Regions from separate parts of the Mus musculus genome. Here all the other regions are linked to region 1. Evidence: chromatin contacts called from public HiChIP or PLAC-seq and promoter capture Hi-C data. All regions are on one chromosome and are shown on one strand. Each heading gives the region's core, a stretch centred on a gene start, on an enhancer-like site or on the middle of the called end of the contact. The rest is flanking DNA. Distances are from core to core; before and after follow the strand shown.

Region 1 (4,886 bases), core at 1,401-3,900:
ATCCTCTCTGAGTCTCTCAATACTCCCCACAACTTTTCCACAAAACACCCTGAGCACCAAGCTGGATGAAGCGTCTTAGAGGACAGCTCTACTAGGCTTCTATCTGCAAGCATAGCAGAGTATCATGAATAGTGTCAGGGATTGGTGCTTGCCCATGGGATGAGTCTCAACCTAGGCCAGACATAGGTTGGATATTTCCTCAGTCTCTGCTCTATCTCTGTTCCTGCACTTATTTTAGGCAAGACAAATTTGAGGTCGACTTTTTTTTAGGGGGGGTTAGGATGATGTATTTTTATGTGAATAGGTATTTTGCCTGCCCGTGTCTGTTAACCACATGCATGTACTACTTATGGAAGCCAGAAGAGGGCATCAGGTCCCTGTATAATAGAATTTTGTGAGCCAGGAAGAAGTTTCTGGTATGGAAGCTTAGACCACGAAGATAGATAATGCTCTTAAGAGCCAAGGAATCTCTTCTGTCCGCTCATATACTTCCTAGTAAACAACTTCTTCAGACTCCAAGTTGATAGATATTAATTCTAGAATATTGGAAAGCATACAGAAAAGTTATTAATCATCATTAATTGTTTCTTTGAAAAAGAATGAAGTTTTACAAATTTCAGCCTGACCTGTTATTTAATGCACATGAAATGACAACTTGACATTAAAAATTATTATGTATTCCTGTCCCATATGTTCTGCTTTAGTGGAAATCTATGCATTCTAGGCTTAATGGAATAAAAAAACTATTTCACCAATACTTTAAATTTATTCTCCCACTCTAAATCTCATTCAATTTAGTTCTTTAATGAGTGTTGAACAAAGACATAAGCTATAAATATTAATCTGCATTTTAGCATCTTATTTATGGTTATCTAAAATCAGGGACTGAAGAAATGGTCCAGTGGTTAAGAGTGGTTGCTATGAATTCATGGGACCAGGGTTTGTATCCCAGCACTCATATAGAAAGCTGGATCTCACATGAATTGCTGGTTACTATATCCCCAAGTGATTAGACACATTTTTCTGATACACTCAGCATACATACAGAAATATGTAACATTTGAAGCAAATATATTAAACTTGTCTATGAAATGAATGTGTCAGAAATGTTTAAGTCATGGTGCAGGAAAAAAAATCCAGTAACTGCCATTTGTTTTTCAACCACTAAGCACTATTCTGTGCTGTCCCCTTTACTGTGTATTTCAGGGTCACAATTCTATCAGTGACAATAAAAAAATTCAGGAAAAAATTGCAGGGAGAAATTTCAAAACGTTTAAACTTTTCAACTTTAATTGTTGATTACTTTTTAAATAAAATTCTGAGAAGACTAAATTCAGTTCATGAGGTTTTTCTTTTTCAGTAAATAATTTACATATTCACTTTACATCTTGACTGCTGACTCTGCCCCTGGACCACACTACAGTACCCTCAGTCCTTTGCAAAGTCCCTTTCCCCTCCCTTTCGCTTCTGAGAGGGTGGATGTATCCTGGATATCCCCCGACCCAGGCACATCAAGTTTTTGCAAGGCTAGGTGCATCCTTTCCTACTGAAGTGAGAGAAGGTAACCCAGTTGGGGGGACAGATTCCACAAAAAACCTTTAGGGATAGATTTGCTCTAGTTATTGGGGGGACCCACATGAAGATGGAGCTGAACAACTACTACATATGTGGGGGGAGGGGGATAGGTCTAGCCAGACTCTTTGGTTGGTAGTTCAATCTCTGAGAGCCCCCCAAGGGTCCAGATTAGTTGGCCTTGTTGATCTTAATATAGGATTTCTACCCCCTTCAGGATGCTCAATTCTCCCCCACACAAATAATCACAAGAGTGCCTGAGCTCCATCCAATGTTTGTCTGTGGGCCTCTGCATCTGTCTCACTCAGATGCTAGATTAAGCCTCTCAGAGGTCAATTATGCTAGCTTCCTATCTGCAAGCATAACAGAGTATCGTTAATAGTGTCAGGGATTGGTGCTTGCCCATGTGATAGGTCTCAAGTTGCACCGGGTATTCCTTGGCCATTCCCTTAGTCCCTCTTTCATCTTTGTCCTGATATTTCTTGTAGATAGGGCAATTTTTGGGTTGAAATATTGTGAGGGGAGTGTGTCCCTATCATTTTAAGAACTCAATTGTGGCTTCTTTGCTAATTATGTTGTATGGTATGCAGTAGATCATTATTTTCAGTGATGCATGATCAAGTAGAGGCTTCATACTGGCCAAATGAAAATAAATGTCTTCAGTATCAAAATTATCCAATTAATCTCTTCTCTAATAATATATAATATATGAGATAAACAAGAGAAAAAACACAGAAAACAAATGCTTTATCATTATATAGTACTTTATTTGAAATTCATCCATCATATGAAAATGAGTGGCTTGCGTTCTTATTTGTGGAATACTGCTTTAAATTTCTGACTCCTCCCTTGAGTTGGTGTCCATTAGAGAGACGATAGTAGTATTTAAACAGTAGGCACACAACAGTACTGTTAACCATTAGCTAGACAGTAGCACTGATTAATCATTAGCTGGATAGCAGATAGTTAAACATTAGCCAGTGAGTAGGCATGGCTAACTTTCAGAAAGGGAATGTCCCTTGCTAACCATTTGACAGGAAGTTGATATACAATGTTTACCCACTTCCGCTTCAGGGCAACAGAAGACTCAGGAAGTGCTTAGCCAGGGGAGTGAGAGACAATGAGCTCCAAACAGCACTATGTCAAACTAAACGATGGCCACTTAATTCCTGCCCTGGGCTTTGGCACCTATAAACCCAAGGAGGTAAGAATACAGAATTCTCAGTATCTCCAGGCTAGAGCTAATCTATGTACAAGAGAGCAGATAGTTAGATTTGCCCTGCATCGGTGTCTGATTGTGTCCCCACTTGTTGACTTTTCTTATTAAATAGAGGTTACAGTAACAGCTGTAATTGGTGGCTATGGGTAAGAGACTGAGCTGGTTCCATGGGAGGGTGCATGAGGATTCAGGCAAAAGAACGGGGTCTATAAACATGCTTGCTTTTTTTCTGGGAAAAAGATCCGTGTTCCTGGTCAGTCCATAGGGAGGCATGCTTATAGGGAACATAGGAAAGGCTAAACTCTAAAGACATTTTTCCCTGGTGGCAGTTGATAGTGTAGCATATATTGAAGCTCTTGGGTACATGCCTCAGTGGCACTGGGATACTTGCTATTACTCAGTCAGTGACTACAGAGACAGGGAAAATGTTTGCTTATCTTCCCTGTTATTCTTGCTGTCAGCTAGGGAATCTGGGCTTGGCAGGATGTGGCTGTGTCCTTTTTGTTGTTTTTTTGGTTTTGGTTTTGTTTTTTTTTCTTGGATTTACTTTTCTGGCCTAGGCCTGCTTGTGAGTTTACTGTTCCCATCCAAAGCCCATCAGCTCTAAGAGAGAACTTGGCTGTGAGCTCCAGGCTTAAAGTGACAGACCCATCACCTAACAATTCTGGGCACTATGCTTTTCCTGTATCCATGCTTCACAGATTGATACAGGAGAATAAAGTCACCAGATTGCCCAACAGCTGTCTTGGTTGCAGTGTGGGAGGGGACTTATGTTTATGTCCACAATCTACAGCACCAATTTTCATTCCAAAAAGGAAAGGTGCCAGAAATGAACATGGTAACTCAGGGTGGCTTCCTGTAGATCAGTGGTTCTCAATCTGTGAGTTGGAACTCTTTTGGATTTCCAAAAGTTTGCATATAAGATATCCTGGCCATCAGATATTTACATTATGATGCATAACAGTAGCACAATTACAGTATGAAGTAGCAACAAAATCATTTTATGGGTCCCCACAACATGAGGCAATGAATTAAAGAGTTGCAGCATTAGGAAGGTTGGGAACCAATGTAGGAGACTAAGGCCTGAAACAAATATTTGCAAATACTTTGGTTTTGTTTCAGGGTAGCTATCAGCATCTCACAGTGGATGTTTACAAGAACTAAGTAAGATCTCCCATGTATAACTCTCAACTGTAGAAAACTTTCTGGAATTTCATAGTGCATCATTATGATGGGGAGAAGGAGGACCTAGTAAAGATAAATATGAGTTATTGGTATTCATTAGTGTATTTTGGATTTAGAACATGGTTGTCCTCAGAACAAAAAACATCGAGTGGACTGTTTGAGAACCTGGAGGGCCTTTCTTGTTTTCTATTCCTCCTGATACCTTTTAAATGTGTGGCAAAGGACCTCTTCCCTTGACTTCAAATGTGTCCATCTCCTTCCTGTTAGACTCCAGAGAAATCTGGAGATATACACAGGATTTGTTACTTTTGCAAAGTTGCACAATATCAGGAATAGGTCAAGGCCACTACTGTAGCCTCAGCTTTGATAACTCACAGTGTCCTTACTCTTGGATAAGGCACGGCTGGTTTCCACAAAAGGTGGTAGAAGCCAGAATTTTAGTCACTGTCTTTTATCGTGAAAGGATAGCTGTAGAGATTCTTAGGACAATGAAAAAGCCACTCTCATTTACTTTTTCAACCCTTTGTAAGTGTTGTATGATTGTATGTGTCTTTGCGTGTTGTGAACAACGTCTGAGGAAGTAAGAGGTCAAAGCCGCCCTCCAATGCTCCTGCTTCATCTGTGTGAACCCAGTGTCTCACCGAGTCTGTAGTGCTCAGGGGTGAGCTGCAGGGCTCACCTTGATGCTTCCTCCTCATGCACTGGGTCTGCATGCCATACTCTGCTTTACAAGAGAGCTGGGTTCCAAACTAAGATACCAAAGTTGTCTGCAAGGGTGTTACTGAGTGAGACATCTCCCCAGTCCACACCCTAAACCTTTAACAAAACCCCAGTCATATTGTTACTCAAATCTGGCAGTCAAGGCAATAATTTTAGATTTAATTCTAGCCATTTCTTTTTAAAACAAATA
Region 2 (4,886 bases), core at 1,160-3,659, 800 kb after region 1:
GGACCAGCAAGCAAATTAAGGGCACCAGTGAGGGCACTAATCCAACAATCTAAGGAAGATAACACTAGAACTTAAGACTTGAATCTGTGCATGGTTTACAAGGAGATGAGATACTAAAGGAACCTACTACTTGTTTCTGAATTATCATTCTTCTCATACTCTTAAGTTGTGTTCAAGGAAATTTAAATTTTAAAAATCTACTAATATCTACATTGATGTTTCAGTTGACACTGTTCTTACTAGAAAAGAAGTGAAAAGTATTTTTGGTTGTTTGTTTTTCAATATTCTGTTCCCCTATGATTTATTTTAGTTTTTATTTGTGATGGGGTCTAACTATGCAAGCTCTAACTGGTCTGCACCTCACTATGTAGATCAGGTTGGCTTCAAACTATCAGAGATCCTCCTGCCTCTGCCCCCTAGTGCTGAGATTAACCAAGCCCAGTTTATACTATGATTTACAGTCTTTTATATTCTAATAAAACACTAAGAATCATACCAGCCTTCAGGATCTGTTCACTTGTAGATAGCAGGTACCTAAGGTTTCCCGTGATTAGTCTTCTTCTCATTGTATTCTTCTCTCTAGCATACCAGGCCCTATTTAGTACATAGCTACAAGAGTATGCCACAGAAAACACTTACCTAGTACCTGTAGATGCACAGTCGTGTTAAATGCCTTTCACTTAAGAACTAGTTCATTAGTCGGCTCCAAAACTGGAAAATGATGTCTTCAAACTATGAATGAAAAGCTCAAAGTCATACAACCAGCAGAGACATAATTCAAACCCATATCTAAGTCTTTGATCTTTCCACTTCAAAAGCTATTGAAGGGTGTATGTTTGACTCTATAGGTATATGTCGTCATTGGAACTTATTAGCAGTGATTGGTTGTTGAGAAGTTTTTTCTCACTATTTAGAATGTTAGTTTTCAATTGGGATGAAAGGAATGAAGTTACATATTTAAGCACATTAGCTTTGAAAATTTGTATTTTTCTACCTGAGAATCATAGAAATTAATCTTTAAGGTGAATCCCACCTTTTAAAAAGTGAACAAATATGCATTAATTACCATACAAAGGAGTAAAGTTTCAAGACAATATACAAAACGAGGTACATACTGACCTAAAAGACACAAAAAAAGAAAACAAGAGTAATTCAGGAAAAATGGCAAATAACTAGGCTAAGCAGTAAGCTGAGTGCACTCTAGTAGACTGAATTCTTGGATGGAGGGCTTCATTCAGGTAACCTTCCAAGTGTCCAGGACAGGCCGCACAGGAAGGGCAGATTCTAGCAGTATTTCCCTGGGCAAAGCCCAGTCAGTGTGAGATAACAGACTCAAACATTTAGAAAGCCCATCGAGGTAACGTTAAACTGAGCTAATGTGCACTCCATAGGAACTAGATTAAGGTATGTCTTATTCTACGCAAAGGAGGAACACGCATTCTCCAGGCAAAAACTAAGAGTTATTACATACTCCTTAAAAGTTACAAATCCTTTATATTATGTGTCCCTATTTTTATCTACATACCATTCTACATTATACCTGGTCGAAAGAAAGCAGTAAAATCCTAGACATGTTTTGTAAACAATAAAGGAACTTCTTACAGGATGGTCTGAGCTTTCCAAACCAGCCCCAGGAAGAAAGTGCTTCCAAACTGAGAGAAGTGCCCCTCTCTGTCTACCCGGACTGCTATTTTAACAGCACTCAGAAGTGTGAACAGAGCACCTACACGTGAGGAGAGGTGCCCTGCATATAAAGGAAAAGTAACGAGGAAAAAGAAGCGAGGAAAACATTGCCTTGGGATACTGACTCCGAATGTCTGAGAACAAGGCAGAGGCAGAAACCGGTGCACCTGGGATGAGCAGCGAGAGGAAGCTGGAGAACCGCATCCCGGTGGTGGTGGTGGTGGTGGGGGGGGGGGGGGGGGCTGGGCAGGCGCCCCTGCCATGATCTGCAAAAGCTGGAGGAGCAGATGCTGGAAGGCGCAGGGAATGAATGGCCCGAGATGCACCGGCGCTGGAGGAAGGAATGAGTTGTGATGCCGAAGGCTGGGCTCACAGCCAGATCCGTGGGCTCACAGGTCGGTGAACCATGCAGTGCAGGTAGTCGAGTCAGGGTGGCCATGCTGAGGCGGAAGTGGAGGGGTGGGGGGCGGCGGTCGTTCGGCGACCTTAGGCTCAAGGGCGGCGTGGCGGACCGAGGCCTCCAAGGTCAGCACCATTCCCCGACCCGCCGGCCCGGGGGTCGCTTACCTTCCGCGCCGTATCGAGACACCATATCTGGGCCTCACCTGCGCTATTCTGTGCCCACGCCTCGGCCGGGAGGAACGCCGGAGAAGTTAGCCAGTTAGCAGGCCTCCCAGATGCACCATGTTGCATCCCTCGCTCCCCAAGTCCCGGTACCAGATTCGCGCTTCCAGGATGGCTCCGCCCCACTCCTCGCCTCCGCCACGCCCCTCTAGTGCACGCCCAGCCCCCATCCTACTCCTGAGCGGGCTGTGAGCTGCTCACAGTTAGTAGGCACCATGCAAGAGGGTTGCAAGGGCAGAGGGCAAGGTGACCCAGTCCTGGTCCTCCTGCCCAGTTGCGGGTGGCATAGCCTTGGTGGTACATTGCAGGCTGGCAAAAGAGGCCTCTGTGGTATCCAATCTGAGACTCCATTGTTATTACAATAGTCTATTGTTGGAATGCTCAAACAGGAAGCCAAACAACTTCTCTCCCGAAGTACAACAGTTTCGTTCCTCCACCTTAGACATTTGAAAAGAGTTTGCAAACAAATAATCAGTACTCTTTTCAAAACTGGCTTTGCAAACCTGAGGTTTTTCTCCCAGAAAGACAGGAGATAGATATTCAAATAAAATCGCTCTCATTCTCCCTTTCTCACTCTCCTTCATAAATTCAACTTCAGTCTATCCCTAGAAAGCTACATGTTTCTCTGGACCCACAACTGAAAACATAGGTAGGGCTTAGTTTCAGGAGTTACAGACAGCTCTTAGGCACACCACCAGCAGGTCATGACCTGAAATACCACTGCGAAGAAACAAAGAAAGGAAGAAACTGAAGATCTGGGAGAATGTTATTTGACAAATTATCTCTACACAGCAGTTATTTCCACTAAGAAAACTGACAAAACTTTGCTTTTGAGATTGAAAAATGCATATGTTCCAACACAGTTCACAAAATTCATTGTAACCCAATAATTAGTCATAGCATGCATCCTGTCCATCACTCACTATAACTCATCCTTTGTGCCAATGGACAAACACACTGATTTCCTGTGTTCAAAACACGTTTAGTATGGTGAGAGAGGCAACAGCTGCAGGATAATTTCAGAGCTACCATCTGAGGGTATAATCCTTGAGGGGCATAGCTATACCATGTCAAGAAAGTAATAATCCAGGCTGAATAATTAGTTCTGTTAGGTAGGGAAACACCAGAGCAGCATGTACATGGGCAGAGAATGGAGGCCAGGGAACATCCTAGGAACTGTGAAGCATGAAGCAGAGAGTGAGGTAGGCTGCAGGGACCAGTGTATCCAGACAAAGGAAGCTTAGGAGGCAAAGGGAGGGTGGGAGAATGAAGGTCATTCAACTGTGAAGCATGAAGCAGAGAGTGACTTAGGCTGCAAAGATCAGTGTATCCAGACAAAGGAAGCTTGGGAGGCAAAAGGAGGGTGGGAGAATAAGGTCCTGCAAAGTTTGGAGACCTGTTTTGACTCTGCTACTGGGTAAGAAATCAATGAAAGGGCTAAACAATAAAAGTAACTTTAGAAATTCACTCTGGCTGCAGCCATGAGATATAATAAAATGGAGGACAAAGTCATTTTAAAGGAGAAGTTTAAATAGATGAAAGTTCAGAGCAGAGATGGTTCATCTCTGTACATATTGAAGCCATCAGTTATTAGGGCTGGCTGGAAGGCTTAGTGGGTCAAGTATTTGCTACACAACCGTGAGCAACTGAACTCAGATCTGTAACAACCACATAAATGCAGCCTGTAATCCCAGCTCTCATGAAGTAGAAACAGGATTTCCAGAGAAGCCGAACAATCAAATTGCTAAATAAGTGAACTCTAGGACAGGAGACAGTGACTCAAGAAGTCATTTTGATGACATCAAGTCAGAAGTATGAATATCATCCAACGTGCTAAATTCTAATACAGTGATTACCCTACTAACTGGGGTTCACAAACGCCTTCTGTTATTAGCAATAATGGCTCAATAATTTTTTAAATATTATCCATGAGCCAAAATAAATATATAACTCTGTTATTACAACTAAATAAGGCCTCGTAACTTAAGTATTTATAAATTAACAGGTTGGTAACTCAACAGGCAAAAAATAAATATACTCAGCCGGGCGTGGTGGCGCACGCCTTTAATCCCAGCACTCGGGAGGCAGAGGCAGGTGGATTTCTGAGTTTGAAGCCAGCCTGGTCTACAGCATGAGTTCCAGGACAGCCAGGGCTATACAGAGAAACCCTGCCTTGAAAAACCAAAATAAATAAATAAATAAATAAAATACTTAACTCAAAAACAAGACTAAGATATGTATTTAGTAATGGGATATCTGTAGCCCCTGGTCAATGTACCACTTCTCAAACTTAGGACCTTAGAACGATATCACTATTGTTTCCAGCTCTACATGGGCAGGAAACTGTCAGGCACACTGCTCTACACTATTCTATCATAGTGAAAAGGATATGTTCCTCACTACAAGTGGTCTTACCTAGTTGAGTGGTGGCAGCCAGATATTTTCCTTACTGAAGTATAAAATATATTTTCCTCTATATTGGCCATAAGTTGACAATGCTTTGACCAACCTTATGTTCTCACCAACAACTTGTCATCTAATATTTCAGCCTCTAATGATAATCTTGTTTTCAATCAACT
Region 3 (4,886 bases), core at 1,054-3,553, 740 kb after region 1:
CACCATCACAAACTACTTACTATGCCCGGAACCCCCAATTAGGCACTAAAAAAGGTCAACCTGCAGAGAGCCCTGGGTAGTGATTAATTTAGCCATTCAAGTCTCCCCAACTGACGGGGTTGAGGGTGGGGGGTGGGTGTTCCAATGGCTGGGTGTGACAGTATGTGCCTTTTAATCCAAGCACTGACCAACTACTGGGAAGGCTAGAAGGTAGAAATATCTTTTAAATTCAGGGTCAGCCTGATCTATATAGGGAGTTCCAGTATAGCTAGGCTACAGAGAAAGATCTTGCCTCAAAAAAATAAAAGAAATTCAGTCATTCATTCAAAGTTAAGTAGATGGCCTTGTAGGTGAGCAATGATGTCTATCTCCAGTCTACTCTCTGGGCAGTCACATGTTACTGAGCCTTGAGCAGAACATCTTGGCCTTGCCTTTCATCCCAACACCCAGAAGGCAGGGATAGGCAGAGCTCTGCATTCCTGGACAACCAGAGCTACAAGGTGAGAACTTGTCAGAATTCAATAATCTCTTCTAGCAATCATTCATCACTTCAAAGAGAAAAATAAGCTTTTCCTAAAAGTATTAAAAGAAAAAAAGTAGAATAAAAAATCTTGAAGGTTTTCTCTAAAACAGTTATTTCCGAGTATTTTATCTTAAAGATATTAATTTGATTCTAAGAAATGCCAATGCAAGCTGGGCGGTGGTGGAGGCAGAGACAGGCGAATTTCTGAGTTCGAGGCCAGCCTGGTCTACAAAGTGAGTTCCAGGACAGCCAGGGCTACTTAGAGAAACCCTGTCTCGAGGAAAAAAAAAAAAAAGAAAGAAAGAAATGCCAATGCATTTCAACAAAGTCGAAAGCCGTGGGGCTCTTATTAAATGACTTGGACATTTGATGGATAGACATATGGGATCCATACATCAATGTTCCAGATGAAGTAATTTACCCATAATTTCACATTCAATACCCCCCCCACACACACACACCGCAATTGATATTCAAAATGGTCGGTTCTCTTCCCAACTCCTTTTTGCAAAAGATCAGCCCTTTTGTCACAGTGGGGGGCCGGGGGGAAAGCACAAAGTATAAAAACCTGTCTATATTTTTCCCATATTTAAGCAGATAGATACTGACGAAAACGTACTGGAGCATTAGGGACCGCCTTACATTTACATACCAGTACATTCACACTGCGCATTTATTTTCTAACCTCCCAGAAGTGTAACAAGTACAGAGAACTTAGCCTCCCCCTTCTCAAGAAACTGTGGCGGCACGCAATAAACCAAACAAAAGGGAAGCACGGGCCGGACGTGAAAAGTATTTAACAGACAAGTTTTGAGAAAATTCATTTCCCATTTCAAGCGAGTGGATGAGAGGGCAGTGAAGCAATTAGAAAAAGGGTGTTTGTTTTTTTCCTAAAGAAACTCGTTTCATGATTTTCTCTAGAAACTTAAGTTGGCCAAACTCTAGGACAAATTATCGATCAGCGATCATCCTTCTGTTTGGCTTTCTGCGCCCTGAGACTAGCTGAGTAAGCTGCTGCTGCTGCTGCTGCTGCTGCTACTCGCCACTTACATAGGAAGTGCAGGCGCCAGCAGCGACTCCCTCCCGCTCGGTCCAGGGCTTGCCTGCTTCCAAGCGGGAGAGGTCATTCACCCAAAGGGGAAGTGCAAGGAGCACAAGCTGTTTTCCCGGTCCTCTTCCTTCCTGCAGGAGGACGAGGCTGTCTCTCTCCGGCTGCTGGGCGGTTCTGCCCTCAACTTCCCAATGGGCAGGCTTCCCACGGACACGTCCCGGCTTCCACATCCTGGTTTTCCCTAACACACTACCGACGCCTTCAAATCACTGCATCCCAACAAGCCACGACCTCCCTATCCCAGACTCAACGCGGGCGAGTGGGGACGGCCCCCAAGGGGGCGCAGACACCGGCAGTTCGGGCGCGGGCGAGGCTCGTGCACACCGATGGGACCCGCCCTCGCCCCCGGGCCCGGCGGAGGCCGGCCGGCCGCGTCTCCCCGCAGCCCGCCGCAGCTCACCGTCAGGCCGGTGCCCAGCACGATCACGTCGTATTCCTCATTCATGGCGGGGAAAGGAGCGCACGCGGGGGCTCGGAGGCCGCCGTAGAGAAGGGAGCGAGAAGTCCGGCCGCTCTGGGCCCCGGGGGTCGGGGGGAAAGGGAAAAAGCGAGGAGAGGAAAAACGGAGCTGAGGAGGAGGAGAGGCCGGCCGCCACCTCAACGGGAAGAGAAGAGCAGGGAGGGGAGGGAGGGGAGGCGGGGAGAGCGCGGGGTGAGGAGAGCGAGCTCCGGCGCCGGGGCGGGGCGTGCGAGAGGCCGACGGCGCCGTCAGTCAAGGGGATCCTGCTCTCTCATTGGTGAATTTCCTTAACCCCACCTCTCCCCCCCTCGTTCCCCTCTCGCGAGAGAAGGGCGGACTGCTGCCATCTTGGCTTCCGGTTTTGCGCTTTTTTTTTTTTTTTTTTTTTAAATTTCACCCGTCTTGTGCTCCTGTGGTATGGGCGGCGACATGCGAAGCTGAGGGTCTAGTTGAATAGGAGGAACAAGGCGGAAACTGCAGCTGGGCTACCACGTGCCTGACTCTCGCGCCAAGGTGTGAGATGGAGCACGGTTGTTTAGGCTTCGGGCCACGGAGCCCAAGCTCCGCCCTTGGGACTTTGAGAGGTGTACGTGCATCGCCCTGGCCGAGCGGGGCCAAGTCGTGAGGACGCCAGCCTCTCCGAAGGTTGGCAGCCTCGTTGCCTCTGCAGCTTGGCTCCTGGCCCTGCCCCTGCCCCTGCCCGCGCGGGGCTGGGAAGACCTCAGGATTCTGTGTGCCCTGCTTTAAACTTGTATGGTTCTGTTCGAACAAATAAATGTGTTCTAAACTGGTATCCATGCTTTAGGTAAAATGTGGTCCAGAATGGCTTTCCTATATAATGCTCCGCATTCTAGCTTGTGATGCAAAGCAGGTTATAAATTTAAGAGTTGATAACCCTGGTACCCAAGCAACTGGGCTTCAACTAGTCTCTCAGGCTGAAGGCTGCCAAAATGTGCTTATAAAGGCAAATGCTGAATTGCACTATATTTTGTATGTTTGCTGTGTTTCAGCCTCTACATGCAATTACCACACTAGAGGTGGGGCTTCTGAACCATCTTTGGTGTGCTGCCTGGTTCTGGATCCTGATCCTTGTTAAAACTTTGTTGAATCTAATTAATTTCAGAGTTGTTTTGTTTTGTTTGGACAACAGAATTGTCAGGGTGCAAAGTAGACCTTCCAGTAACCCTCAGGACCATTAAAGCAACATTTGCAGGCCCCTTGGACATCAAGCTCCACTGGCTTTGAACTAGCTGTGCTGTGCCTCGGCCCTTAGCACACACCTTTAATCTTGCTGGAATACAGGCACACCCTAAGTGCACACCTTTGATTCCAAAGGTAAAACTAGTTTATTAGAAGGAAGCACCCATGTTTAACAGTGATGTCTAATTGAGTGGCTTGACTGAATCAGAGAAAGGTTTGCCAGGTTATACCCAGCTCTCAAAAGAGAGAGGGAAGGGAAGCTATTTAAGAGGCAGTACAGAAGAGGAGGAGGAAGCAGTTTTACTGTGACAGTTATAAAGGGACAGGTTGCAGAGAGGACAAATTAGACACAAGTAAAGACAGAATGAGTCAAAGAAGAGGCGAAAAACCAAAACAGATTGCTATAGTTAAAGGTCAAGCAGAGCAATTCGGAAGAAGCAGAGAGGAGCCAGATTGAATCAGTCAGCTTGGAGAGGAGTTTGAACCAGAACAGCTGAGTTGAACCATCCAGCCAGAGTTCAGAAAGAACTAGAAAGGGTGAGTTTATTCAGCAGTAAGTCTCAGAGGCTGAAAACATTCTAGGGCTACATTAGATTGTATGGAGGCTGGAAGCTTCTGCGACTAGGCCTACATTGGCAGAAAGGAGCAGTAAGTCTCCCAGATGACAGTTACACAGGAGAATAAAAGTTGCATTAAGAAGCTGGGTGTGGTGGCGCACGCCTTTAATCCCAACACTTGGGAGGCAGAAGCAGGCAGATTTCTGAGTTTGAGGCCAGCCTGGTCTACAGAGTGAGTTCCAGGACAGCCAAGGCTACACAGAGAAACCCTGTCTTGAAAAAACAAACAAACAAAAAACAAGTTACATTAACATACTATATACATACCATATGTAATCTCAGCCAGCTTTTTTTGTCTTTCCTTTACCCCCAACTTTTACTAAATCGGATTAGTTAAGTGGTCCCATTTGCTAGCTGGGTTAAAATCATAACAATTTTAAGAGTCAAACTGGAAAGTACAGTTAAGAGGAATGAATCCATGTAAGAGCCTTGACAGATACTTTTTCTTGATTTTTTTTTTAATTTGGGAAGCAATAATTATTTTTACAAAAGTTCTTTCCAATTCAAGAAGCCCAGGTCTTTCCTTCCTTGGACACCAGCTAAAGTTCATTTGCTAAAATCATAAACCCAAACTATGTATAATTTGTTGAGGACATAGGTTAAACAAATGCCTTGGAAAAGCAGTGGCCACAATGGAAAAGAGGATTTTTATAAAGGCATACTTGGAATAAAAAAAAAAGAAATAAAGTCATCAACCTTGACAAATGGAAGGGCTGTTACCTAGAACAATTACTACCTAGCATGCACAAGGCCCTGGCCTGGTTGGCTGGAATACCCATTTCATCCCCAGCACTACAACAAATAATTGTTTTCAGATTCCCTGTGTAAATACGTCTTGTTTTTAATTAGGATGAAGAAGCTGTGAGCTGATAAGGTGGCTCTGTGGTCAAAATGCTTGTGACAATAGCCTGACAACCTAGCTCCACAGAACCCACAAGGTGGAAAGAAGAGAGTCAACCTCACAGTTGTCGTCTG
Region 4 (4,886 bases), core at 604-3,103, 670 kb after region 1:
AGGCTTTCATTGGTGCCCTGAGGGAAAGTGCTTCTGCCACGCGGTAGCAGAGACAGGTAGGGAGCCCACTGCGACCACCTCCTCGGCCGAGGAAACCACAGTCCTGTGCCAGTTCTTACTGAAATCTTGAACACATTTTCACAGATGGGGTGCTTTCCACTTGTTTTCCATTCTGCTCATAAAGCTCCACCTCCAAGGTTCACTTTCATCTTTGGATTTTGACTTTTTAAACATCCCATTTTTTTGTTAAATCTTTGGTGTTTTCCTTCTGTTTTGTGTTTTTCCTTTTGTCTTCCACCTCCAACTTCATTTACTAGCATTTCATTCATTTTCGCACCATGTTATTACCTGAAATAACTGTGGTAGCTTATAATTTAATTCACCTTTACAATGAACTCAGATATGAGTAGCGTCTGTCTTTACCTTGCTGGTGACCATAATTTTTAGTTAATTATTATTTTTTTTAATTTATTTTCTTATTAGGTATTTTCCTTGTTTACATTTTCAATGATATCCCAAAAGTCCCCCATACCCACCCCTATTATTATTTTTTAAAAGATTTATTTATTATATGTAAGTACACTGTAGCTATCTTCAGACACCCCAAAAGAGGGCATCAGATCTCATTACAGATGGTTGTCATCATGTGGTTGCTGGGATTTGAACTTATGACCTTCGGAAGAGCAGTCGTGCTCTTAACCACTGAGCCATCTCTCTAGCCCTTATTATTATTATTATTATTATATGTTTTAAGTACACTGTAGCTGTCTTCAGATGCACCAGAAGAGGACATCAGATCTCATTACAGATGGTTGTGAGCCACCATGTGGTTGCTGGGTTTGAACTCAGGACCTTCAGAAGAACAGTCGGTGCTTTTAACTGCTGAGCCATCTCTCCAATCCCAGTTTTTAATATGGAACTAGCCACAAGTATACTCGCCCACTGAATGACTAAATCTCATCGTAACAAAATTTCAACCGTGGCACAAGGTCCTTGGTACTGCTTAATTTCTCTCAGCGGTTCTTATCTATAGAAAGGATAGACTTGAATTGTTACTTATAGTCACCTCAACACTCATATAAATAATAAATTTCAAGTTCGTCTGGAGAACTCCCACAATGAACTTAAGTTTTGTATGGATTTAACATTCCGCAAAATCAAACAGCAGTGAGATGTGGCACTTGGGTTAGATCAACCAGCATCACCAGAGTCACTGAAGATGACCTTCAGTTTATAGCTAGTTAACTGTCTTTACTCCTGCCAGCTAGGACTATACTCAGGTTTTCGGACGAAGTGTAGCCCTGAGCATTTACACCTTCCTTACACCAAGGGGCTTTTAAAGGCAAAACTACATCCTGGATCGCACTCAGGAGCTGCAGGAGGAGGTGTAGACCAGCAAGCAGTTTGACAGAAAGTAAGTTAGCTGTGACATCTTCGCTTCCAGTCAAGAACATCTGGGTAATTTTTCATCAAGAAAATCATTTTTAGTTAAACCTAAAATGGCCTCAGCAAGGAGACAAGATGGAAGCGTCTCTGTACTATCTTGCCCTGTCCCATTACAGCACCTGGTACAGAAAAAGCCAGAAAAGCGGCCATGAGTAACCCACAATACACTAGAAGAGGTTCCGACTGAGGAGCCTCATTTCCTGTGCACGCCTTCTAGATCCCGCCGCCTACATCTCGCGAGAAGCCAAGGAAGGCTGGGTCGTCCAATCCGGAGCTAGCTTTGCCCTCCCCCCCCTGCGCCTGCGCCTACTGGAAAAGCAGGAGCAACGTGGATGCTGGCGGCGGTCGCGCCTGCGCGTCGCTGTGCTCCTTGTGATTGGCCTTGGCGAGGCGAGCACGGCGCTTTAGTTTTCACTTTCTGTCTTCGGAGCCTGCTCTCTTTCTCCGTGCGCACGAGGTTTCACTTCCGGTCGCTGGTTCCCCGGGGGCTGGAGAGCGGACGCCTTCCCCGCGCCTGGCTTGTTTCGGAAGCGGCTTCTCGCTTGTGAGGCTGAGTGAGGGGACCGGGGCTAGCGCGCGCCCGGGACACCCGGGCTCGTGAGGCGAGGTCGGGAGACGCGGCGGAGCGAGGGGTCAGGAGGAGAAAGGGACGGGCTGGAAAAGCATGAGGAGGACACCGAGTGGTGAGCTCGTCTCTTCAGGGAAGGCGGCCGCGCCGGCGACAGGTAACGCTCCTTCCCTCAGGTGTTGGGGCGTCCGGGGCGAGGACCCCCGTGGGGAAGCAAGAGCGTGGCTGGCTCGCGGGGCGCGTACTGGTGGGCGGGCAGGGCGGCGCGGGGGGCCACTGGGCAGACGCCTCGGTCGCCCGGGATGCGGGACCCTCCCAACCCCCGCTCCTCCGCTCAGCTCCGCCTTGCAGAAGCTAAGGTTAGACGGGGTTTCCACCGAGCCCGTGGCGGTCGTCCGGATGGGTGTCTGCGTTCCGAGGCGGAAAGCCCGGCGCGGTTTGTTTTGTGACACCGGTCACAGAGCAGCTCCATCCCCCCAAGGGATGGATGGGATCCTTCTGCACTGAAGTTTTCCCTTGCCTGGGGTTGGCCTAGCTCATCCCCCTGAGGGGTTTTGGGGAAACCCTCAGGTCGGAGTTCGGGGTTCTGTAGAATCTATGGCAACGCACGGCATGGTTTAACTTCTTTATTACGTATAAGTGGGCCTGCCCATATGGAAGACAGCAGCCGACGGCTGCAGCAGCGGTGAAGGGATCTGCCAGTACGCTGGCCCCGAGGTTGGTTAGAGGGGAGCACCAACCGGCACTTGGTAGGAAACCGTGGCTTAACTTTCAAAACTGGAGCTATTTCGGAAGATCTCGAGTCTCCCTTAATCTCCGTTTACCAGTTTGACGCGCCTCTTGTTAAGCTCCTCCCCCCTGTATTCTTTCTGAAGGGAAACTTAGAACTGGGAAGCGAATGAAAGTCTTTCCTAAATCTCTATAATAAACAACCTGAGGACTCAACAGTGTTTCCCCTTAGAAGAGCAAAAGGAAGGCGGGGTGAATATGTCATAGTATAGAATCTGAGATTGTTGGAAATCCTACCGAAGAGGTTTAGGACAAAGCACATATACCTGATAGTGTAAGCGAATACCTCCCGTATTGGGAAATTGTTTGGTAAAGGGTAGCTCCAGTGTTACCAGTGTATATCAATACCTAGCGAGCCCAAGTTAGAAAAAAAAAAAACACGAATATTTGTCAATAATTAGTTTTAAAGAAGATGATGTTTGAGTGTGTTGCCAATTTGTTTCCTACTTTTTTTTTTTTAAATAAGAAAGATAAATGGCATCTCTCTGGTTCAAACATTTAAGTAAATTGAAATTTGAAAACTGCCAGGAAACTTGCCTGATACTACTTGTTACCTGTAGCATATCTGATTAGCACAAATATTATTGGATATGTTTATCCTTTGTGTCTTGTCAGTGGACATTTTTAAGATTTTCTTCTTTACAGAGCTGTGTTTTTCCCCTGCAGCTATTGTAAGCAGGGTTTAGGTGATGATAACTGTAGAATTAAATTCTTATGATAATTCTAGACACACTGTTAAATGCCTTGGGATGATTTTATTTTTTTAATGTTCATTCCCCTTAGGTATGGTTTTTATTACTCTGCTACTGGATGGTAGCACTGTTTTCTAAACATCTTAACCCATCCAATAATAGGGGGAAATTTTTTAAACTTTTTTTTTTTTGAATTATTTATTTTATGTATGTGAGTACACTGTAGCTGTCTTCAGACCAGAAGAGGGCATCAGATTCCATTACAGATGGTTGTGAGCCACCATGTGGTTGCTGGGATTTGAACTCAGGACCTTCGAAAGAGCAGTCGGTGCTCTTAACCGCTGAGCCATCTCCCCAGCCCCTCATTTTAACTTTTAATCTTTCCTAGTGAATAAGAAAGTCAAACATTTGGGCAGTCCGATATCCCTTGTTTATGAAATTGGGTCAGAATACTCTCTGCTTTGCCCTATTTAACAGTTACCATACTGTTTTAGCTATGGTAGCTTTTTTTAAATTTTGTTTTTGGTTTTCGAGACAGGGTTTCTCTGTATAGCCCTGGCTGTCCTGGAACTCACTTTGTAGACCAGGCTGGCCTCGAACTCAGAAATCCACCTGCCTCTGCCTCCCGAGTGCTGGGATTAAAGGTGTGCACCACCATGCCCTGCTAGCTATGGTAGCTTTATGATATATATTAGTACTTTCTTTTGGGGGAGGACCAGGGAAAGCTCAGGATCCTTCTTTGTTTCTTCCAGATGAAGCATCTCAATCTCTATAGGAAAACCACATTGGGATAATTGTTTTTGCATTGTATAGCTTATTCATTACATTTATAGATTCATTTAAGAAAAGGCATTGTTTTTATTTTTTCCTTCTAAGAATATATTTTTACTATGTGTGAAAATGTGTTTACAAAAGCAAGCAGGCTATTTCTGCACCTTTTTAAATAGAACATTACAGGTACCTAGAAATAAGATTGTGTGTGTCTTTTCTAGAAGGAAAGTATTCCTTGAACTTTCACCATGGTCTTTATTTCATTAACTAACATATTTTCACCTGTTTTGAACTTAGAGAAGTCATACTTTATAATCATATTTTGTTTTATGTTCCAAATTTTATGTTATAGCATGTGTCCATGCTCCTTTACACATTTTTCCCCCTCTAAGTTATAGCCCAGGCCACCATTGAATTTGGTATGTAGCAAAGGCTGGAATTGGACTCTTGATCTTCCTACTGAGTCCTCTAAAATGCTGGGATTACAAACACACTGCCACGCTGGATTTATGCTGTGCTGGTGATTGACACAGGGCTTTGTGTATTGTAGACAAGCATTGGTCTACATCCCCAGGTGTAAAAATACTGAGTCTCCAGTTATAATACATCTACAGGTGTAA
Region 5 (4,886 bases), core at 837-3,336, 650 kb after region 1:
AGGCGGATTTCTGAGTTCGAGGCCAGCTTGGTATACAAAGTGAGTTCCAGGACAGCCAGGGCTACACAGAGAAACCCTGTCTCGAGGAAAAAAAAAAAAAAAAAAAGACCTCATGAAATCGAGAGAAAATTACATAAGCAAATGAAAGTAATCTAAAAGTGCTATACATAAATATTCTGGTTACCATTCAGCAGGAATATAATATTAGAAGTCAGAATATTACAGTTAAAGTTCCCTGTGGTGGGTTCCACTTTTACTGGAACAGTGGTACTGTTTTGGATCCAGCACCTTCAGTTTAAGCCAGAAATACAAATACCAGCAGGGCACATTTTTGGGGACACATATTAAATTTTTTAAATTACAGTGTCAAAAATAGCCAAGAACCCTAACACCCGCTAATCAAGAATATGATTTTCATTGGGCAGTGATGGCGCATGCCTTTAATCCCAGCACTCGGGAGGCAGAGGCAGGCGAATTTATGAGTTCGAGGCCAGCCTGGTCTACAGAGTGAGTTCCAGGACAGCCAGGGCTACACAGAGAAACCCCGTCTAGGAAAAAAAAAAAAAAGATTTCTCCACAAGCTATGCAGAAAATATACTTGGGAGTGGTGTTTTTAAAAAATATTTAGAGAAAATATTGTGACATATAGCCTAGGTTGGCCTAGAACTCACAGCCCCACTGTCTCTACTTTCTGAGGGTTAGGATTACAGGTAAGAGCCCTCATGCCAGGCTCTGATGCCAGACTAACCCCTATCTGAACAAAAAAATGTATGCTTAGTAGGCTTCTGTGGTTAGCCATCCACTGCCTAGTCACACGAATCAAATAGTGACCACGCTATCAGGGTCAAAGTCTTGTGCCAGCCAAGGGTGCCAAGAAAAACAGGTGCTTATTAAAGAGGCTTTGATTGTTCTGAAGGAGTTTGTTTTGAAGAAATCAATTAAAAGATCTATCTACCTTGTTATGATTGTAATTACAATCATAATAAATTGCAGCTAAATTAACTCGATTTTCTTTACATTACTTTTTTTTTTTGGTTTTTGAGACAGAGTTTCTCTGGGTAGCCCTGGCTGTCCTGGAACACACTTTGTAGACCAGGCTGTCCTCGAACTCAGAAATCCTCCTGCCTCTGCCTCCCATGTGCTGGGATTAAAGGCGTGCGCCATCATGCCCGGCTTACATTACTTTTTTTTTAACTCACATAAAGGAACATTTTGGCTTTCTTTCTTCTATTTATTTTCAAGCTATTGAAGCACAATGTCATTGTCCTTTCTATTTACCATATTATTATTTTGTAAACAAGAAAAAAAATGTACTTCTCCAAAGAATGCTCCTTTGCCTTCAAATTCATTTTATGGATTAAAACAGCCCAAAGGTACAGAGGACACTTCTTCAGCACCAGGTATGTCCCAGTGTTGGGCCATGACCTCATTCTGGAGCAGACTCCCTGGTTGCAGCTGCTGCAACCTACAGGGTATGTGTAGGATGCTTTAAGCCCCGCAAGCAATTCACTGCACCAAACGTGGTGCAGTGACCGCAGTAGGCTCCGGATGAGGCTGCCAACCAGTGTACACTTTCCAGACTCTGCGGGTGAATTGGGCAACGACCCCGCATGCTCCCCAAAGTGTGCGGTGCTCTGGTAGACTGGCGGTTCTGAATCCCATACCTGGTGCATCACAGAGAAGACCAGCTGCACAGTGCACCGGCTAGAAACAGGGCGACAGACATTAAACGTCGGTCTGAGATGACCAGGATCGTCCGGGCCCTACTCGAATCACTACACCCCACCCCAACGCCTCTGACCACCAACTTGGAACGGCGCGCGATGCCCATCTCTGGGACAAAGGCCACCCATGAGCTTGCTCTGTCCCCAAGTGCTGATCTCCTGGTCCTGACTCCAGCCCCGGTGTGGTGTCCTTGGCGGTTGCGGCGCGAAACACGTACCCACATCTCCCAGGAAGCAGCCGTCCCCGGCGCGCGGCTCCATGCTGCTCGCCCGCTGGGCTCCCCTGTCTACCGGCCTTGTGACTCAGAGCTCTGGGACCTGAGCCGGGACCTAAACCGAGACCTACCCCGGAGCGCAGGCCGCTGGGCGGGGCCTGATTGCTACCATGGCCACCGCTGGGAGTTGTAGTTTCTGTATCCGCCGCGTGCCACCTGAGCGTCCCCACTCCGCTGTCACTGCTGAAGGGTGACATGCAAATCAGAAGAGTGCAAAATATGTGTCCGTGTTGACACCAGTGAATATACGTCCATTAACAACTCCTGTGTTTGGCAGAAAAGCTTAAATCCCGGTGTCCTAGCTAAAAGATACGTTCGTATGCAAAATGTTTAGCTCCTCAAACGCGTGCCCATGTGCAAAAAGTGTTTAGCTGCCAAAACTGGCCTTCTGTGGTTTACACTGATCCCGCTGAGCAAAGTATTCAGTCTCTTCATGCCTGAAACTTTGAAGAAAACGTTTTCACTGAAGATGGTGATCAAAATGCCTAACTTCTTTCTTTCTTTCCTCTCTCTCTCTCTCTCTCTCTCTCTCTCTCTCTCTCTCCCTCCCTTCCTCTCTCCCTCCCTCTCTTTCTTTCTTTCAAAATAAATCTTAACTTTCAAATAGCTGGTATTCATTGAAGAAAACCACGTTTCTTGGTGAATGGTTTTAATCAGGTGTTTCACTAACCAGTTTAGCAGAAGGAGTTGGAGCTCTATGAGCAACCTAGCAGAAAGGAGAAACCAGTCTTCCCAGGGGGTTCCAGGTCAACCAAAAACGTGAGATACTTGGGAGACACTCTCATCTTGACCAGTACAGAGGCTCACGGAGGAAATACAACGTGACTTGAACATGATAACATCAGAATCACTGGAAATAGCACTAGAAGTCATCCTTTGAGGTAAGGATGCTTGGATGGCCGGAAACTTCATCTGCACCTTGGACCACAGGTTTAGGAGACCTTGAATGGTATCTGTTGGGAACCCGAACTTCTGGAATAAACCTTGGAATAAAATTCCAAATCTTTTAGTAAAAGGATCTGTATCTATTTGGCCATTTGTTTATCAAATTTTGGCTCTTGTGGTTTTGTTTTTGTTTGTTTTGTTTTGCAGGGGCATTTGTTTTGGTTTTGCTTTGTTTGATGTATATGTGAGTGTATGTGACTACATGTGTGTTTGCAGGTCAGAGGATACAGTCCGTGTTAGTCCTTGAGGACCTTCTGATTTGTTTGAGACGGGGTCTCCTATTCACCGCTGCACCTGGCAGGCCTGTGGGCTCTCAGAGAGCCGTCCACTTCCTCCTCCCATCACGGTGCAAGACTGCTGGAATTATGAATGACAGCTTACATTGCCCAGTTTTTCTTGAGCTCTGAGAATCCAAGCTCTGGTCCTGTCAGATGGCTCAGCAAGCCCACGACCGAGCCATCTCTCAGGTCTTGCACATGCTTCTTTGCAAGTTTTCTACGTTTTTAGGCAGATAAAAATAGGCTTCATTTTCACACATTTGCAGTGAGATTCTGTGATTCGGTATTCCTTCTTGTCTGTGTGGTAGGTCTGCATGTTTGTATTTTCTTCAGCATTTCTTTCCTGACACGGATTCTGCAAATGTGAATATAGGCTATATCGAACACATATGAATATATACATGTATATTGTACATGTGTTATATAAATGTTTGTTATAGGTTTCCTAAGCAATCATTTTTTTTCCATTTTCTTTTCTTTTTTTTTTTTTTTTTTTTTTTTTTTTGGTTTTTCGAGACAGGGTTTCTCTGTGTAGCCCTGGCTGTCCTGGAACTCACTCTGTAGACCAGGCTGGCCTCAAACTCAGAAATCCGCCTGCCTCTGCCTCCCGAGTGCTGGGATCAAAGGCATGAGCAGCCACCCCCTTTTTTAAAGTGTTTACATATTCAAAAGTACATTCTCTAAAATAGGTCCTTGTCTTACATAGGGTTTTACTGCTGAGAACAGACACCATGACCAAGGCAACTTAAAGACAACATTTAATTGGGGCTGGCTTACAGGTTCAAAGGTTCAGTCCATTATCATCAACGTGGGAGCATGGCAGTATCCAGGCAGGCATGGTGCAAGAGGAGCTGAGAGTTCAACATTTTGTTTTGAGGGCAAACAGTAGAAGACTGGCTTCTAGGCAGCTAGGATGAGGGTTCTAAAGCCCAAGCCCACAGTGACACGCCTACTCCAAGGCCACACCTACTCCAAGGCCACACCTCCAAATAGTGCCACTCCCTGGGCTAGGCATATTCAAACTACCACAGTCCTTTTTCTTCAACAGCCAAAATATATTCATCAAGGACCAAAATATGGATATTATGCTGTTTTTTTTTCATTATATTCTTTGACGGAATGACTGACTTGAAATTTGTTATTCTGTAAAGAAAGAAAATATAAGATTTAAGTTAAGAGTTCTCTGAACTGAAAGGAAATTATTCCCAAAATATTTACTAAATAGTAACCCATTTATCCATGTTTGTATTAATTAATCTCCTTTAATTGCATGTTAAACTCATTATCTTTTTAACCTATTAAAGTATCTGTACAATATTAATAAAAATCTAATATTCATTTAGCACAGTCGTTTATTGAATAAGTTAGTGAATTTTTAAATTAACTACTTTTAGGATTTGAATATAAAATATATTCCACATACTCATGTGCTAAAACCCTGGTCCCAAGCTGATGGTATTATTTGGAGAAGGGCTAGAAACCCAAAGAAATGTCCAGCCTTTTCACACTGAAATATAGCAAGGTCATATAGAGTTTATGCCCCAGAACTGTGAAATCAAGTCTCAAAATATTCATAATGGTGTATCTAAGTTTATTATTTTGTGTTGGGTCACATTTATATTTTGGTCCCATGCAGCCCATGGCCGTAGGCTGGACTTGCCTAC

Evidence for each region. Promoter capture Hi-C pulls out the DNA fragments that hold promoters and counts their contacts. HiChIP or PLAC-seq counts read pairs in DNA pulled down with a chosen protein or histone mark.
Region 2: a contact with region 1 is called in a promoter capture Hi-C map of hippocampal neurons, with 2.8 times the contacts expected there. The contact joins the promoter of 2810429I04Rik here to the promoter of Akr1c12 in region 1.
Region 3: a contact with region 1 is called in an H3K27ac HiChIP or PLAC-seq map of extraembryonic endoderm stem cells, with 10 times the contacts expected there. The contact joins the promoter of Gdi2 here to the promoter of Akr1c12 in region 1. A contact is called at or near these places in 3 of 39 promoter capture datasets (cranial neural crest and liver) and 1 of 115 datasets of contacts at active chromatin or transcription factors (extraembryonic endoderm stem cells).
Region 4: a promoter capture Hi-C map of the HPC-7 cell line shows a contact between it and region 1. The contact joins the promoter of Tasor2 here to the promoter of Akr1c12 in region 1. A contact is called at or near these places in 7 of 39 promoter capture datasets (the 3T3-L1 cell line, 3T3-L1-derived adipocytes, the HPC-7 cell line and 3 more).
Region 5: a promoter capture Hi-C map of liver shows a contact between it and region 1, with 3 times the contacts expected there. The contact joins the promoter of Asb13 here to the promoter of Akr1c12 in region 1. A contact is called at or near these places in 11 of 39 promoter capture datasets (the 3T3-L1 cell line, 3T3-L1-derived adipocytes, the HPC-7 cell line and 6 more).

Annotation. Positions count from the first base shown.
Region 1 is chr13:4,277,163-4,282,048 of GRCm38.p6, reverse strand. It overlaps Akr1c12 (aldo-keto reductase family 1, member C12), which reads left to right and starts at 2,650. Exons shown (of 9, transcript NM_013777.2): 1 at 2,650-2,776. The coding sequence starts at 2,693.
Region 2 is chr13:3,475,755-3,480,640 of GRCm38.p6, reverse strand. It overlaps 2810429I04Rik (RIKEN cDNA 2810429I04 gene), which reads right to left and starts at 2,409. Exons shown (of 7, transcript NR_045363.2): 1 at 2,289-2,409; 2 at 1,067-1,119; 3 at 640-732.
Region 3 is chr13:3,535,492-3,540,377 of GRCm38.p6, reverse strand. Gdi2 (guanosine diphosphate (GDP) dissociation inhibitor 2) reads right to left here and starts at 2,303. Exons shown (of 11, transcript NM_008112.4): 1 at 2,035-2,303. The coding sequence starts at 2,079.
Region 4 is chr13:3,608,075-3,612,960 of GRCm38.p6, reverse strand. It overlaps Tasor2 (transcription activation suppressor family member 2), which reads left to right and starts at 1,853. Exons shown (of 20, transcript NM_134063.3): 1 at 1,853-2,171. It also overlaps the pseudogene Gm20277.
Region 5 is chr13:3,631,232-3,636,117 of GRCm38.p6, reverse strand. It overlaps Asb13 (ankyrin repeat and SOCS box-containing 13), which reads right to left and starts at 2,086. Exons shown (of 6, transcript NM_178283.4): 1 at 1,943-2,086. The coding sequence starts at 1,985.